2 separate regions of the Ovis aries genome follow, and region 2 is linked to region 1. The links are chromatin contacts, called in public Hi-C maps. All regions are on one chromosome and are shown on one strand. Each heading gives the region's core, a stretch centred on a gene start, on an enhancer-like site or on the middle of the called end of the contact. The rest is flanking DNA. Distances are from core to core; before and after follow the strand shown.

Region 1 (2,762 bases), core at 209-2,708:
TTGCTTTTTTTTTTAATGGTGGTGGGGAGTAGTAGCTACAAGTTTCATTGAGCATCAGATACCAAGAATTACATAAGAAGTTGCATTGCAAATGTTGGACCTAATAAGAGCAATTGAAATTGATTCCGGAATGTGGTTAAACTACTTTATCTAATACTATTAATCAGTAAGAAGATCCCTCATTAGTTGGCAGGAGGATAGCTGCTACCAGCCAATCTGATTTTCCTGAAAACAGAAGACATGCATGTACTTTGTTTTTCCAGTTAAAGCTCTAAAGTCCCCAAGTATTGTTTCTGGAGTCAGAAGTTACCAAGCAGTGTCATACTCTTCCTGAAAATAGGCCTACAGTCTCCTTTTTAACCTGTTTCCAAATATCAGGAAGGGGTGGGAGAAGTGTTTGCTTGGAACATTTTTTTATTGAAACTTTTTTTAAAACAGTGAAGCGTTTAGACACCTGATAGTAAATCAGAAACTGTTGACCAAGAGTGAACATCTAAAGGGGAATGAAAAATGAAATTATCCTTCCAGGCCACATGGGGTGGCCTACACTCTGAGACCTCAACCAACCAAGATTTCTTGATATTCAGCAAAGACGCGTAGAAGATTTCGGAAGCCGAGCTTAACATGATGCCCTTACAGCTCTTGAATAGGAAAGGAGGCCAACTCTGTGGATCCCCTCTGTGATCTACCTCCTTCCCGCTTCCTACAGAAGGCTACATCTGGGCTGGACTGCTATTCCCCAAACTCTAGGAGTCGGGCCAGCACCAAGAATCAGCCACCTGCCAAAGTGCCACTCAACAAGGCGGGTACACCTTCCAAGTGTCCCCCTCTGCCCTGTCCTCCACTCCTAGAGTCCGACCCAAAACTGCATTATCTCTGGGGACGGACCAGCAAACAGACCTTTGAAAGAAAAAAAAAAAAAAAAAAAAAAGGTGGTGGTGGTGGGGCGTCTGTATTATATAACGATATACAACAGATAAAGCTTCTAGAAAACGAAAGTATCGAGGGGAGGGTCAGGGATCGAGGGGGTGCAGGCGTCGGGGAAGCTTTCGCCGCCACTTACTCGAAGGCGAAGAAGAGTCCGCTAGTGACCAGGATGAGGACGAGGGTCAGGTAGAAGACGCCCGTCTGCCGGGCCATCATGATCCTCCCGTTGCAGAAGAACTTGTTTCTTCCCGGGAAAACCTCCCATTTCCTCCGGGCCGCGATTTTCTTCTTCTTGTGGGGCGACTCCATGGGGGAGGAGCTGTGGGTGCTGATCTGACTGTACTCGCAGTCTTTCATGGGCCCGCCGCCGCCGGGAGGCATCCACGAGGGCAGCCGGCTGGGGGCGCACACCCCCAGCAGCCCCCCGGCCGCGCGGGCCCCGCCGAGCCACGACCGCCGCCGGCCGCCCGGCCGCCCCCCGAGCCTCGGTGCCGCGGCCCCTACACGGGCTCCCGGCTCGGCGACAACTTTGCCGAGGACACCCAGGTTAACCCTTTGGGGCGCCCAGCTGTCATAGCCCGATCCCCTGCCGAGAGGGACGGGGCTCGCCCGCAGCCCGCGGCGGCGGTCCTCGCTCGCGTCCAGCCCGCGTGCCGGGGCTCGGGGCCCCCGCGGGGTGCAGGGGGCTGCCTGGCCGCCCCCTGGTGGGCCGCGCGCCCGCCCCCTCGCGCGGCTGCTCGCTCCGCCCCGCTGCCCCCGGCCCGCGGGCCGCGCCTGGGCTCCGGCCCGCCGACCCCCGAGCGCTGCGCCCCGAGGGGACACGAGGCGGCGGCCCCCGCGCCGGCTTCCCCGGGAGCCACTTCTGCGCTGCGGTTCAGGTTTATTCTAATCCTTCCTCCCGGCGGCGGATCCTCCCCAGGAGAGAGCGATGGAAACTGGGAGGCCGCTCGCGGCCCCGGCAACCCCTCCCAGGGGTGGGTGGGGAAACCAAGCACGTTATTCTGTCGGGAGCGGGCTCGGCGACAGCCTGGGCGCCGCTGATCGCGCGGCGACCCCGCGCCGGCGCGCCCGCCAGCCGAGCCGAGTCCGCGGCCCCCGCGTGAAGCTGCCGGGGCCGCCCGGCCCGAGGGTCGCGGCGGCGGCGGCGGGTGGCAGACTGCGCGCCCACGGGCTCGCTGGATCGGTCCTGCCCCATAGGAGCCAGGCCCGGCACAAGGAGGGCCGCCGGGGGCGGCGAAGCGCTAGTGTCCGGGCCGCGGGGCGAGCGCCACAGACACTTGTTTGCAAGGCTGAGCCCCGGCGCGCGCGCCGAGCTCCGAGCGGGTCCGCCTCCTCCTCCCCGCCCGGTGGGCGGTGGCCCGCGCCTCGCCCGCCGGGCTCCTCCTCCGGCCCCTCCTTCTCGCCCCTCGAAGTCCGCACGGGCACTGCCGCGCCCCCGCCCCGGTCCCCACCGGCGGTCCGGGCGAGGCCAGTGTCCGGGCGGGGGTGGGCACTAGGTTCCCTCCAGCATCGCCCCGGGGCCGCTCCAGCCGGGTACCCGCTGATCGCTCTCCCGCAGATTTCTGTCCGCTTCCCCGCTTCTCCTCCTGGTTTATTCCCGCGGTCGCAGCCGCCTTGGGGACACCCATTCACGCGGCAACACGCAAACCCATTCTTGCGAGTCCCGGGGGCCCGAGGAACCGGCGCGGAGGCGTGACCCTCCCAGGCGGGGCGCGTGGTCGGGTCGCGGTGTTGAGGGGCGGGGGTTCTCTAATGCTGCCCGGGAAGGCGATGGGGGCGCCCGGGCGACAGGGTGGGTAGGGGCGTGCCGAGGCGGGCCAGAATCCAGGATGGGA
Region 2 (2,700 bases), core at 159-2,658, 79 kb before region 1:
CTCTTTGTGACCCCATGGACAGTAGCCTGCACCAGGCTCTTCTGTCCACGGGATTTTCTAGGCAATTGTACTGGACTGGGTTGCCATTTCCTTCCCCAGGGAATCTTCCCGACCCAGGGATCGAACCCAGGTCTCCAGCACTGTAGACAGACGCTTTACCATCTTAGCCACCAGGGAAGTCCCTTCAAGCAGAGGTGGACAGAACCAAAAGGGTTAAATGAATTCTCCAAATAATGGTAAAACAAAAAAAGAAAAGAAAACAACTCTTCCTAACCCTCCTTCTTCCTTGGCAAATTTCCAAACTTAAAAAACAGTGAGGGGCTTCCCTAGCAGTCCAGTGGTTAAGATTTCACCTTCCAATGCAGGATGTCCTGGGTTTAATCCCTGGTTGGGGACCTAAGACTCCCACATGTCTCCTGGCCAAAAAAAAACCAAAAACATAGAGGCTATATTTTAACAAATTCAATGAAGTCTTTAAAAATGGTCCGCATCAAAACTAAATAAATTTCTGCAAGTGATTAAAGGGCAGGATGACTGGATGCGTTCCCTCCTCTCTCCATCCCTGCACTCCAAAGAAGTGCAGATGGCCGAGATGGGGATGCCCATGCTTTCTCTCTCTTTAATTCTTGACGATTTCAAAAGTGTTCTCAGACAAGTTACGTCATGGCATGCCCCTAGCAACACCAGGTGCTGCCCTGGCCACCGGTCATCCTTCCCACTTTGCAGAAACCAACTTCCATGGCTTAGGGGACTCACCCACAGTTACCCGGCACCAACTCAGAGAGCCCAGGCCTCCAGCCAGGTCTCACTGCCCCACCCAGTGCTTTCAAACACAACGATACAAGCAGAGGGCCGCCTGGACCACAAACTGCAAAAACAGCACCTGTATTAAAGCGAATCAACTGAAAATATCAAGAGAGTACTTTTAGGCCCTCGAGATAGACTGCAAACTCGAAAGTCTACCAGCATCAACACATGACTAGACCGGTCTTTGCTTGAGCCCTAACCCGGCACCTCCACTCAGAATCTAGGGCTACAGGCCTGCAAGGCTTCCTTGGGATGCAGAAAGCAGGAAAAGCTGCCCGCCAGCAGCAGCAGGCCTCCTCCTGAAGCAGAAGAGAATGTGATTTCACAACAGCGGCAGCAATCTGCAAACATCAGTGAGCCCTCATGAAACCCAGGCATCACCAAGACAGCAAAACTCCCATTTCCTCTGTTTCTTCTCTCAGGCCTGCAGTTAATTCTTTTCTCAACCCTCCCCTACCTTCCTCCCAGAGTCAGATTAAGGGGATGGGGACTGGTACCCAGTAGCTATCAAAGAATGTCATCTGACACTGAGCTAAGCGCCGGGGAGAGCTCTGCTCAGATGCACAACGGGCCAGCATGTTTCTCTGATTACCCGTCTAAAACTAACTGCTTTATCTGAGTGAAAAGGCTGTGTTCCACAGTCATTTTCCTTCTAACAAGAGCCGCTTGTATCCCCAGCTGACTATAAGAAAGATTACATTCTGTTCCTCACGAAGAAAATCACAATGGTCGGTATGTGGCCCAAGTCCTGAAGATGAGCGCAGCCGGCCAGCGGGGCAGCCATGGGGCAGGGTCCCCTGCCGAGGACGCCACTATCCTACCTGCTGAGAAAACAAAACAAAACCAAACAAAAGCCAGCATCACAGGGGCCTCCGGATTGAGAAGCAGCCTTTGAGGAAAACTAGTCTCCACAAAAAGCTTCGTGGGGATTCCACATGATTCTCCTGCTTCATTTAGGGGAGCAGGGCGGTAATAAAAAGGGACGACAGCTCAACATGAGCCTCTCTCACCCCCACAACCCCCCGAGGCCCAAATGCCTTCTTCCTTGCCTTCGTCCCTTTTTGTTCCTGAGTAATCCTCCCCTTAGACAGGGGCACGGGTCACCCCGCTCTGCCTACAACGTCTCTGGCACACCTCCGCTGCCCGAGTAGACGGTGCAGCTTCGGAAAGATCAACACTGTCTGCATCGAGGGGCATCAGAACTCCTGTGGCCGTCCTGCAACCTGCCAGTTCAGACTGTGAAATCCTTCGAGAACTTCGGAAGAAAGTGATACTGTGGTGAATAGCCAGCTCACTTCGCTTCTAAAAGCTTTCTGCTGCCTTTCAGAGTGGCCTGGCATCGTCTCCCAGGAAACATTAGGCAATAGACGTGCAGTAAGAAAGACGGCCTGGGCAAAGCTCTTCAATTTGCGATAAATGAGATTTTTAAGATGGGTAGCACCTAAACTGAAGGCTGTTTTCAGCCCAACGGCCTTGTTTCCAGGGCTGTCAAAGACACTCACGAAAGGATGCTTTCTGATCCGACTGAAATCAATATTGTGCTTATGCTGTCGTTTAGGTAGCATTTAAACCTGATGTCAGTACCAAATATAGCATTAGCAAAAGAAAACACCAGCTTGGCCTGCAGTTGCCATCAAATAACTCTTTGAATAATATGGAGAAAACTATCAAAACTTTTGGAGACATTTTAATATGCTGGAAGAAAAATGGGAGCACTCATTTCTAGTATCTACTTTTAGTTTTGTTAGCTAGTGTTTAAAGATATATTAGAAACATTAAAAAATTTAATAATATTATGTTGCATTTTTCTTTCTTCTTTGGGTAAACATATTTCATATCCAAGGATCTTCTAGAGTTAAAGAGTGTGACCTGTTACAGGATTTAGAGAGATGA

What was found. A called contact is a pair of places that touch in the nucleus more often than the background predicts.
Region 2: a Hi-C map of hypothalamus shows a contact between it and region 1, with 2.5 times the contacts expected there. The contact joins the enhancer-like site here to the promoter of ZDHHC14 in region 1. A contact is called at or near these places in 2 of 16 Hi-C or Micro-C datasets (blood and hypothalamus).

What each region holds. Positions count from the first base shown.
Region 1 is chr8:81,752,805-81,755,566 of ARS-UI_Ramb_v3.0, reverse strand. It overlaps ZDHHC14 (zinc finger DHHC-type palmitoyltransferase 14), which reads right to left and starts at 1,458. Exons shown (of 8, transcript XM_042253668.1): 1 at 1,064-1,458. The coding sequence starts at 1,308.
Region 2 is chr8:81,831,354-81,834,053 of ARS-UI_Ramb_v3.0, reverse strand. All of the region lies in intron 1 of ZDHHC14 (zinc finger DHHC-type palmitoyltransferase 14), which reads right to left. Among named protein-coding and RNA genes, the nearest start is that of ZDHHC14, 79 kb to the right of the region's middle. Within about 2 kb of position 1,408, at least 9 of the 54 cell types and tissues checked have an H3K27ac peak or open chromatin away from gene starts, as enhancers often do. A contact at or near this core is called in hypothalamus, where this site is marked.